Linked DNA regions of Zea mays: all the other regions are linked to region 1. A link is a contact called in public Hi-C data. All regions are on one chromosome and are shown on one strand. The core of a region is the stretch at or near the end of the contact, and the rest is flanking DNA. Distances in the headings are between cores, read along the strand shown. Region 1 has its middle 19 kb from the start of LOC118472021. Region 2 holds the start of LOC542315 (starch branching enzyme 1). Region 3 has its middle 32 kb from the start of LOC109939492.

Region 1 (3,716 bases), core at 974-3,473:
AAAACCTATTGATGTTGGCATAAATATGTATACGAAGTAGCATAAAAATAAGTATGCAATTGTATGTTGTCCCTCCATGAGGCGCATGCATACGGATGTGTCCCTCACCAGGTGCATGCATGCAGTGCTATTTTTACGGCAGTTCTGAAAAATATGGCAACCAGCATACGCATGCATTTGTTTCCTACTTTTATGCAGATCCAAAAATTATGATAGGTCGTGAGAGTTTCTATTGCAAGCGCGCAAATTTTGGATGGCATCTTCATTTCTACTGCATACGCGCAAAAATTGGATGATAAGAATCACACAAAGCATAAATCCTTATAAGAAAGTTGTATAAATACCTACATCGTGCATTATAATTGATATAAAAAGTGTCCAACCAACACCCCCATACATAAACAATGATTAGAGCATGTCGTTGCCTAGATCCGTCGTCATTAGCGTCCGGGTGGCTGCCGCCGCCGCCGCACTTGCCCTCGGACGGCCTCACCGTCGCGCAACTCTGGGGCCTGCTTCATTGCAGCTTCGAGGAGTTTCCACCGTCACAGGCGCCTCTAGGATCTACCATCGCCGCTCGCTCCTAGGAGATGTCACTGCCACTGCTCGGTCCTAAGGGAGGTCGTCGCCGTCGCTCCCACTCCATGTTATGATACTTCGCTCCATGATTTGGTTACCAACCACGCTGAACTCTAGCAACTCTGCTCAAAAAAACGTGGAGTTGGGGGGCAACTCCACCATTTTGGTAGAACAACAAAAGAGATGCTCCTAGTATTCATTTGTTGTATGTAGTCGTAGATTTGAAGGGTATTTACCCACCATTGCCACATGTTACACATGTAACAATTTGTTTTTATTTCCACAAGAGATCGATGGATCGTCTCTCCCGTAGTGGCCATGCATAGACCTCGTCGCGCTCGCCATGGAGGCTCACCAAGGGCTCGACGACGACCAAGCTTGTCGATCATGTCCACGCCAGCAAGGGGCCAGGCATAGCGGCTCCCCAGCCACGGCCACACACCAGCAAGGGGCTAGGCGCAAGGGCTCCCCAACCACGGCCACACCGGCCAGTTGCTCGCCAGGGGCTCTCCCGTTAGGCGCATGGGCTCCTCGACCTCCACCACGACCACACCGGCTAGGAGCTCGCTAGTGGCTCTCCTGCCAGTAACTCGCCGGTCAAGGGCTAGGTGCAGAGGCTCGCCATGGAGGCTCACCAGGGGATCTTATGCATGACGGCTCTCCCGCGACAGCTCCCAGGCGCAGGGAGACGATGGCCCGGGGCTCGTCGGCTACGGGCATGGCATAAGCGAGGGTGGCCAGCAGCTTGACTGCGTGATAAAGAAAGCAATCAATTTTTCCTAGATTGGAGAAAGCAATTGTTTTTTGGTGCCGCATTTTTTTGCTGCGTGATTGAGATGTTTCGATTGCAGGACAATTGGAACTTGAATTCTCCTATTCAATTGATTGGTTCTGTTCTAACAGTTCTGATGTGGTTCGGGACTTTTTTGAATGATTTATACAAGTAAATCTTGTCAATTATGAAATTATACTAGTAATCGATCAATGTCAAACCTATAAATTATTACGTGATAACTTACAATTGTAAATCACTTATATGTTGCATTATAATATTTTTATACTTTAAAAGAACCGTAAATACAACATCATTGTAAGGGTAACATAGACATTTTAAATAAAAACTTAATTTGGGTTATAAGCCAAACACATCAAAATATTGTTAAACTTTGGAGTAGAGCCGCTCTATGGTGAATGAAGTTGGTAGAGCATATCTGGAGTGTTGATGGATCAGACTAGTCCTAACGGTAGATATTTTGTGCAGCTCAAGCACGAACAACCAGGCCTGCATGCATGATAATTGGTAACGAACTAAGGATGTACGAGGAGGACCCATGTGACCCGCACTGGTCCCCACTCAAGTTGTGTCCACACTCTGTGTCACGTAGGCTTTCACGACACACGTGGTCTCATTAGCACCACATTTGTACGACAGTTTTTGATCGACTTCGAGCACCGCTCCCCGTGCTCTTACACCTCTCACGAAGTTTAGGGTTTACACGAGAAATTCGTATGATGGGACGAAGAACAAGGTAGCTAGCCTACTTCGGACGCAGTCGACCATCAACGTCTTTTCCACGACACACTCCAACAGCCATAAGAATGCATCCTCAAATACTTGCCGCAACTAGATCGTTGCCGTCGTTACACGATCCAATCTGGCCCACGACAGAATTGGTTGGGCCTCCTCTTTCGAACCACCCTTCCCGCGCCTAGGTTGCTTTTGCTTCTAGCCTTCTGATCACCAGAGTTCACTTCAGGTTGTGCATCAGAGTTCACTTCAGGTTGTGTGACATACTCCCCCTCTTTAAGTTGGATTGTCCCTAAGCCAGAGTATGAGGAAACTGCTCTTTGATGGTGGTTTCATTTTGCCAAGTAGCGAGACCAACTGGCCACGAGGACCATTTGATGAGAAGTTGATGTGAAGGTCCATCCGGCGTGGAAATACACCTGCGTTGCAATACTGCTTCTGACCATTGTAAGTGATATGAAAATATTGGTAAAGAAGAACTAACCCGACAGGAGGAACCTACATCTTTCTTTAACGGTGATACATGAAAGACTGGGTGCAGATTGCAGGATGCTGGAAGACCTAATTTATAATCCGTCGAACCCACTTTAGCGATCACCGGATAAGCTCCAAAAAATTTGAAAGCCAATATGTGGTTGGTTTGTTTCACCAGGGAAGATTGAACTTACGGTTTCAATTTTTAAGAGACTTGATCCCCCACCTCAAATGAGTGTTCTAAATGATACTTATCTACTTGGCATTTTTGTCTCTGTTTAGCACGGTGCAGTTGTTGTTGGACCAACTGGATCATCAGTTTGCGTTCCTCAAGCCAATCTTGGAGGGCCAGTACTTGGCAAGCATCTTTGATGTCGAAACTCAAGGATATCCATAAAGTACTTCAAAAGTAGTATGTGTCAGAGATGTATGGTAGCTTTTATTATAACAATACTCCGCTAAGGATAGCCACTTTTCCCATTTGGTCGGGCATGCTTGAGCGAAATAGCGGAAGTAGGTTTCCACACACTGATTAACCCTTTTAGTTTGGCCATCCGACTGAGGGTGATATGCCATGGACACGCTGAAAGGGAAATGGTCTTAAACTATTTCTTATATTTTGGTGCTTGATGACCATCACAACCATTCGGACTAACTAGTTTGCCTAGTCTTTGATTCACAGGTTCATAAGATTCAATAGTTTAGTTTCTAAGTCAGAATCAGCTCGGGTCCAACCATATATGGGTAAAACATGGAATAGATGAACTACCAATAGTTCTACTCTTTGGATAAGTAAATACCCCGAGGAACCTATTCAACACTTCTAGAAAGGTTAGAAAGCTCAAAATCAACATATCACTATTTTGGAGCTAGTTTGAGCAAAAGAAGAAATATGAGTTAAATAATTAAAATGTTCATGATCCATGACTTAGACTAGATGGAAAGCCACTTGAGATGTTTGTCTAAGTCATAGGATCTCTCTCAAGTTTAGCCAAAGCAACTTGGACAAGATTACTCAAAGATCAACAGGAAGTCAGAAACTCAAGTTCTGAAATCGCCGAGTGTGGACCGTCCGGTCCCTTCTCGCAAACCGTCCACGACACCACTTTGACTTCGGTCAGGAACTGTAAACCGT
Region 2 (4,187 bases), core at 1,215-3,714, 170 kb after region 1:
AAAGGACCGGCATGCCTGAAACATCTTCAGCAACAACAGTTGCTTCTGGCAAGAGTTTGTGCATTAAATGGTTTGCAAGCATCATGTAAACAACTGCATCCACAGCTGTGTCCAAACTGAAATATTCCTGGTAGTTTCCAGTAAACCCCACATTGATACCATGGTGATGATACAGCATTGATGTAACTCCATCAAATCGGAAGCCATCAAACATGAATTCATCCAACCAATATCTCAGGTTAGAAAGAAGAAACCTTAATACCTCCCAGTTAGCATAGTTGAACAGCCGACTATCCCAAAGTTTATGATAACCTCTATCTCCCGCATGAAAATAGGACTCTTGGGTGCTTTGTCCAACATCATAGCCATTTAAACCATCTGTGACATTATTACTTGCATGGCTATGGACAACATCCATCAGAACTCGCAAACCCAAACTGTGTGCCTTATCAACAAGATATTTGAGGTCCTCTGGTGTGCCTGATCTGCTGCTAACCGCAAAGAAATTTGTCACATGGTACCCGAAAGAAGCATAGTACGAATGCTCCATAACTGCCATCAACTGAACTGTGTTGTAGTTATTTGCTCGTATGCGTGGCAACACATTGTCTGCAAATTCCCTATATGTGCTTACTGCTGGCTTTTCACCACTCATACCTACATGGGCTTCATAGATACGTGGAGCAGCAGGCTTTGAAGGCCGAGGATGCTTAAATGTGTACCTGCAAACCAGAGGTAAAAGGTACTATAATTTTGTCATATATTTTTGTCTGCTAAGGTCTATTGCTTAAGTTTACAATGTGGTCCAGGACAGTAGAAAGAGACCTTTCAGAAGCAGGAGGATCCCAATGAACACCATCATAGGGAGCTCCAAATTTAGAGGCATCAACAGTCGCATAACGAATCAATGCTGGAATACGATCAACCCATACTCCACCATGTAGAAAGCGAAATTTAACCTTGGAATTGTGAGGGATGGCAGGTTTCCCTTTGACATGGTCAATTTTGATCGACCAAACACCAAATTTATCCTTCTCCATCTTATGGTTTGCACCATTCCAGTCATTGAAGTCACCAATAAGCTCTGCCTCCCTACACCCATGAGTAAAAAACTCAAGTCAAATGCATCAATCTATTAAAATAGTGGAAAGTATATTGTCATAAGAAGAAAACAGCATTATGTAATCACAGCAAGAAAAAAAATAGCCTCCTCAGCTAAGACATGACAGTCTTGCACAAGAATGAAATATCCGAACAGTTTTCTACTCCCAAACATTGATTACTCTCCTGTGTTTTAGCTGTTCTTTTTTTTTAATATAGTTACTATCAGACGATATCTCTTCACAAGCAAAATGGGAAAAAACGATACCCCGCCAGTACATCATGTTTGCATGACAACATTAGAACTTACTGCGCAGCAGGTGCCCATTCACGATATACAGTTCCATCCTCATTTGTATTAATCCCAAATTTCAAATAGCCTGAAAAAAATACAAAATCCGGAAATGTTGATGATGCAGATAATATTTTGCGGCATGGGCAGGTGCTATAAATATTGTGAAATGGTCCTTGTATTAGCATTTGAATGTATTAAGCCTAACCTTTAGAAAAAGATTCAAGACTTCCCTCATTTTCTTCAATTGATCCTTTCTGCTCTAGGAATCTTTTCATCCGGTACCTGAAATGGTCCTTGAATATCTCCAGCTTGGGGTCCAGGTCGTATATGGGGAGATGGTCGACATCGCCTTTGGCAGTTGCCATAGTTTTATCTTCTTGCACAGTAGCTGCAGTGGCGAATTTGCTCTTGACCTTGCACAGTGCGTTAAAGCCAGATTCAGAATTACACGAGCAATAGAAGCTAACACGTGAAAATGTAGTGAAGCTAATTAGCTGCTGCAGCAACCACAGAAATATCAAATATAGCACTTTATTTCAACTAATTATTATGTAATAAATGATTAGGATGGCTGAAGAAAACCAACCACCAAAATTTAAACAACTTCAGTTGAAATCTGAGATCCGCTAGACTTGGTAAAATGATTACTACTGATAACAAAGCACTAGAGCCAAATCCAAAGCGAGAGCGAGACCCAATCCACAAATTCCAGAGTTTTTTTTCTCTCTCCAAAACTACTACCAAATTCCATTTTGTCCGTAACAACGTGTTCTAATCTGGGGAAAGATCTACCTTCCGCACCCCTGACCGGCGAGCCTTGCACTGGACAGACAACACACTCAGGCGCACATTGCCGCCACCCTGCGAAACTATGAACCATCAGTACAGAAGAAAAAAAAGCAAAAGTAGTAAATCCACCAGCCCCCGGATCGCCGCAGCTTACCGCGATCCCCGGCGGTGCCGCCCGATCAGCATGCGAGCGAGAGCGCCGCGGCGGCGGAAGCGGAGTCGGCGAGGAAGAGGGCGACACGAGGCACAGCATTGTGACGGCGTGTGAGTCCCATCTCGTCAGCAATCCAAGTGCCTGCCGCTTTATATCGGGTGCCGGACTGGAGCTGGCTTGGCGTCTTCCTCCCTATCCTCCCCCCTCGCAATGAAAGCGTGATTTTTTTCGCTTGGTCTCCTCACCTTTCTTCCCCGTCGCAATCTGCCGCTGCGACAAGGAGGGGGCCATGGCAGTGGCACATGACCCTGAGCCGGATCTGTGGGCCCGGAATGGCCGGGCGTGCCACGTGGGCGGACACGAACAACCGTGGAGCTGGTTCTGGGCCGATTGGCCTTTGGGCTTGCACGCTTCCCGGTTTGCCTTTTTTTATTTTATGTTGTTAATCTCTACTGTTTAAAGCATATGTTTCATGTGTCCTGCTTATAGGTTTATTTATCTCCCTCATTTTTCGCCTAACAATAATCCTAATAGTTTGTTTGACCATAGATAGGTCGTTACAACACAGATGAGCCGTGAGAAACCAGTCAAACCCAATAACACGATGCAGCGCTCTCACTGTCCACCTCACTAACCGAAAGAGGATGAACGATCAAATGAGTTATAATATTTGTTTTTAGCAGTTTAATATATGGTGTGGACCATATGTTTATTTTAATATTAAATTTATTTTTTATAGGTATTAAATATGATTGTGTGTTGTAGCAAGACATGGATATTATACTAGCGGTAAAAAAAATAGCACAAAAAATGTATTTTTTGTGTACATATACATAGCTATAGCATATAGCATAGCTATGGCTTGTGCAGATTTATCATCATCATTATTGCAAGTTGCAACTAGTAGTACCACTAAATAGCTTTTTCTTCTTTTTTTCTGATGTGCTTTTTGTGTAGCTTTTCTAACAAATTAAAGTGATGAATGAACATGCGGAGTCATCTGCATCGTCAGACAGCTCTAGCCGTTGTCAATCAGACAAACTTACCTGTGGTTTTTTCTTGGGGTTCCTTGCAGTGTAGAGCTCATCTTGCACTTCACATATTGCGTGAGACAACCGTCTTCACTTTATATATAACTGAAAAGTGAAAAATCAAATGGCCATCTTCAGTGATCAGGATCCACAAGGAAACAAGGAATTGGAAAGATAGATGAGAGTGCTTTCTCAAGGAACTCTCGAAGTCCATCCATAGCAGCAAAAGGAACGTAAAAAGGTGTTCTGCTCTTCTGGTACCCGTGTGACAACGGCCTTAGAATGAACAGTGAAAATAGTGATATAATAACGGCAAAGCATGAAACAGAGCAAATAGAGTGGCACGGCATCTCAGGCCTCAACTTCTGAAACATCTATCTATTCTTCTGGTATGCATGACTAGTTCTAGTCTGTACTTGAGTACTTTACAAATTACAAGTGATGCTGGAGGGACCTCAGAACAGGCACATTGCTTCCTTCCAGCATTTGCTCTAAGTAGGCCTGACATCTCAAATACAGGATCAAGGCCTCAGCAGCCGAAATGGTCAGCCGAAAGAATCAACAGACAACAACCTGATTGCTCATCTCGATTTAGTCACGCTACAACATATCATTGCTAGAGACCTCGTCTTACGCTCAGAACCCACTGGCCCGGTTATCGCACATCACCACAGGCCAACTCCTGTGACATTTACATAGTATCTCCACAGATTGCTCCTAGCTGTCACTCCCTAGTAATCCATCTGTTCCCTCGGATCTCAAACCCGCCTAGGCCATGGTCGCTGCTCTCCCCACCGCTCTCTGCGCTTGCATAGCC
Region 3 (3,992 bases), core at 597-3,096, 180 kb before region 1:
TAGTCCTCGTTGGAGCACCGGCGCAAGGGTATCGCTCCCCCTTGGTCCTCGCAAGAACCAAGTGCTCACTATGAGATGATCCTTTGCCACTCCGGCGCGGTGGATCCCTCGAGATCGCTTACAAACTTGAGTCGGGTCACCAACAAGATCTTCACGGTGATCACCGAGCTCCCAACGCCACCAAGCCGTCTAGGTGATGCCGATCACCAAGAGTAACAAGTCGTAGACTTTCGCTTGACCAAGAGAAGCCTAATGCAAGTGGTGTGTGCTCTAGGTAGCTCTCGCTAGCGCTAATGAGGAACAAATGCGGGATTTAAGATTCTCTAATCTCCTCACTAGGCTTTTGGTGCTTGCAATGCTCTAGCAATGTGCTGGAATAAATGTGGGGTGCAAGACATTGAATATGGTGGGTGAAGGGGGTATAAATAGCCCTCACCCACCAACTAGCCGTTACAGGCATTTTACTGCGCACGGGCGCACCGGACAGTCCGGTGCGCCACCGGTGCGCCAACGGTCGTTTCCAACGACTAGTTCTGACAGTTAGCCGTTGGACTCATGGCACACCGGACAGTCCAGTGCGCCACTATAATTGACTTCTGAAACAGTCGCGCTCGGGTTTTGCTGCCCGGGGAGGCCTTCCCCTGGGCCAGCCTGGCCCACCTGGCAGATGGTGCACCAGACAGTCCGGTGCACACCGGACAGTCCGGTGCCCCAGGGCCAGAAACCCTACCTCTTGTTTTTCAGCTGATTTTCAAATCGATTTTCGTTCTAACTTGTGAGTGAATTCTAGAGTGACACCTAGCACTGTATGTGAGTGTGATTGTGCACCAACACTACACTAGAACTCTCTTGGTCAAACTACTCATCGATAACCCCTCTTTATAGTACGGCTAAAAGATAATAAAAGACCTAACTAAATCACAAGTGTCCACATCTCCTTGACACTCGGACTCCGTAGTCCTTCACCTTTTGTTTCGTTGTTTTAGCCGTCGCTTCGAGTTCTTATCTCTGGGATTGTTTTCACCGTTGTAGTACTTCTACCTGTAATGCGACCTAACTTACCATTTGTCTCTGCAAAACACACGTTAGTCACATATAACATTACGTTGTCATTAATCAATAAAACCAACCAGGGGCCTAGATACTTTCATGGGTGACGCCTAGGTGGGTGGGCCGGTGGGTGGGGGGCTGTGAAATACGGGTCGTCGCCGTGTTTAAGGGCTAGTTTAGGAACCTCATTTTCCAAAGGGATTTTCATTTTTCCAAGAGAGTTTAGTTCATTTTTTCTTGGAAAAATAGGAATCATTTAGAAAAATGGAGTTCTCAAACTAGCTCTAAGACTTGTCTATTTATTTTGATTTCAATATATATATATATATGGCATGCAGTTGAGAATTAAATCAATAGCGCAGACAACATGTACTGCAGCCCCGCCGGTAATTATCTGGAGGGCATGGGCATCTATATATATGTTGCCAAAAACCTACCGATCTAGTTTGATTCGAGTCTACTCTCTACTCTGATCTATATGTATGATGCTGTGTAGCTGATGCGTGCACGCGGTATAGTACTAACAAGTGCGTGATTAAGAACGTACAATTGGGGTCGTCGTCTAAGCACTTGGATCGGTTGAGCTGTCAGTCACACGGCTTCAGCTAGGGATACGCACGCATGCAATGCAGGCACACACCTGTCATGTCTCATCTCCATAGACATAGACTTCTTGCCTGCCTGTCTGCAGCTAATACATACAGAGAGACGACGAGATGAGATGCGATGCGATGCGATGCCTCCCTCGCTCGTGCACCATATTCTATTCGCATCATGTCGTCGTGGGCCGGGCTTTGTGGGCTACTGGACCGGCATCCACAGCTGGCATGGTGCCTGCCAGCCGTACAACGCAACACGCATCTGCATCCTCTCCCTTCCCGTCTCTAAAGTCCACCCTATCTTCAAACTGCTCCCGATCCTCGGATTTCGTTCTTAAGTACGTGGCGGACATGCGGACGTCCACTTCACAGAAGCTTCGTCGGCGGTGATCCATCCAGGCGACCAGGCCTGCTCAGCTCAGCTATGCTGCCGTGTGCGTGGATTTTCAAACAGTGACCACCACGGCGACAACCTAACGGCTCCAGATAGCAGCTGCCTCCTCTCGACGTCGTCTCCTCCTCGCTCCATATATACAGACACAGCTCGCGACTACGAAGCCATCAAGGCGCACGTACGTACGGTACGCACAGAGAGAGACCGACAGTAATCGCACTCGTACGTGACGACGACGACGACGGTGATATAATTAAACCGATGGCTCCGACGACGACGACGACCGTCCCGCCGCCGGCGAGCTCGAGGCCGGCGCCACTAGCGGCGGCCGGGCACGTGCGGTCGGCGAGCGTGCCATGCCACACGCACCCGCTGCTGGCGCACGTGGACGACCAGCTGCTGGCGCTGCGGTCGTGGACGTCCAGGCCGGGGCCCAAGTACCCGCTGTCGCTGGCGCACGTCCGCGCGCTCCTCTGCGTGCTGGACGAGCTGCTGCTGCGTCTCCCGCCGGCGCACGCGCACGCCGCCGACAGCCTGCTCGACGGCTTCCTCGTCCTGGCCGACGCCTTCGGCACGTTCCTGGCCGCGCTGGTCGCGCTGCGGCAGCACGCGGCCGAGCTCCGCGCCGCCGTGCGCAGGCGCGACGACGCCGCCAGGCTGGCCTCGGCCGCGCGCGCGCAGAGGCGGGCCGGGCGGGAGCTCCACCTGCTCGCGGCCGCCGTCGCGCGCGGGGCCTCTAGGTGCGCGTGCGCGCGCCCTGCCTCCGCGTCCACACCCGGTGTCGCCAGGGCCGTCGCCGAGGCCGTCAACGGCACCGCGGCGGCGGCCGCGGCCGTGTTCCTGGAGGTCGGCGCCGTCGCCGACGCCGCCGCGGCGTTGGCGTTGGCGGCGTCGCCTGCTGCCTCGGCCTCGGCCAAGAAGATGGGGTTGTCCAGGAGCAGGAAGGCCGTGGCCGACGGCGAGGAGCGGCGGGTGGGCGCCGCGCTGGAGAAGCTGCAGGAGCTGGAGCAGTGCGTCAGGGAGCTGGAGAGCGAGAGCGAAAAGGTGTTCAGGAGCCTGGTGCAGACCAGGGTCTCCTTGCTCAACATCCGCACGCCAACATTTTAGTTACTGCTTAGCTTGGTGTTAAGGTTTCATGCATCATGCATGCACAACAATCTATGCACGAGCCAATGCAATACGTGCTTGAACTGTATGTGAGAGAACAATAACATTGGCTTCTTTTTTTTTGGCAAATTAAAAATAGTATTGATCCATGCGACTAGTGTTGGTAATATGGTACTTCTTTGAACCAGCACGAGCACGACCCAAAGACAGAAGCCCAAAACACGATCCGGTACAAAATAATATGGACCGAGCTGACACCGTTCGAAGACGGGCCTGAACTGGACCTCAAATTCTGGCCCGTTGGGCCTCCAGCACGTCCTGCACGCTTGGGATGGGCTTGGCTGGAACAGCCCAATTAAACCCATATTATTTAATTTATTTAATTTAGTAAGTTATACACTTTATAATATTGTAAAATTTGAATTTTATGTTGTCAAATGGTGCGCACATTGCTTAATATCCTTAGTTTAGTAAAATGTGCGCACCACTTGAATTTTATATGATTCAAATATATGGTTGGGTTTGGGCCGGCATGGCCTAACAAAGACACGACATGGGCTTTATTGAATTAATTTTTTTGTATGAACAGAAAAGGATGCGTGCAGGTGCAGCTGTCGTCGTATTTTGCAATCTTGTTTGCCTACACATTTTGCTAGTTTTTGTTTGCTAGAGTCTAGTAGAGATGTGGGTGTGGCTTTTGGATGAAAAGGAAAGGAAAAGACATTACTGAGCTGCGGAGGCAAGGGCTGTCACGACATGGGATTTTTGATAAAAGAAAAAAGACATTTACTGGGCCGCCTGGGTCAGCAGCCCACACTAGCCTACGGGCCACAACATGGGCT

The links. Hi-C and Micro-C count contacts between places; a contact is called where the count stands out from the background.
Region 2: a contact with region 1 is called in a Hi-C map of leaf, with 5 times the contacts expected there. The contact joins the promoter of LOC542315 here to the enhancer-like site in region 1. A contact is called at or near these places in 2 of 25 Hi-C or Micro-C datasets (both in leaf).
Region 3: a contact with region 1 is called in a Hi-C map of ear, with 3 times the contacts expected there. The contact joins two enhancer-like sites. A contact is called at or near these places in 3 of 25 Hi-C or Micro-C datasets (ear, leaf and tassel).

Annotation. Positions count from the first base shown.
Region 1 is chr5:65,036,493-65,040,208 of Zm-B73-REFERENCE-NAM-5.0, forward strand. No RefSeq gene overlaps it. Among protein-coding and RNA genes, the nearest start is that of LOC118472021, 19 kb to the right of the region's middle. Within about 2 kb of position 2,224, at least 17 of the 20 cell types and tissues checked have an H3K27ac peak or open chromatin away from gene starts, as enhancers often do. A contact at or near this core is called in ear, leaf and tassel, where this site is marked.
Region 2 is chr5:65,203,426-65,207,612 of Zm-B73-REFERENCE-NAM-5.0, forward strand. LOC542315 (starch branching enzyme 1) reads right to left here and starts at 2,465. Exons shown (of 14, transcript NM_001111900.1): 1 at 2,340-2,465; 2 at 2,189-2,257; 3 at 1,602-1,809; 4 at 1,412-1,481; 5 at 826-1,092; 6 at 1-722. The coding sequence starts at 2,438. It overlaps LOC103626470, which reads right to left. Exons shown (of 9, transcript NM_001368267.1): 9 at 3,926-4,187. The coding sequence ends at 4,095.
Region 3 is chr5:64,860,810-64,864,801 of Zm-B73-REFERENCE-NAM-5.0, forward strand. No RefSeq gene overlaps it. Among protein-coding and RNA genes, the nearest start is that of LOC109939492, 32 kb to the left of the region's middle. Within about 2 kb of position 1,847, at least 16 of the 20 cell types and tissues checked have an H3K27ac peak or open chromatin away from gene starts, as enhancers often do. A contact at or near this core is called in ear, leaf and tassel, where this site is marked.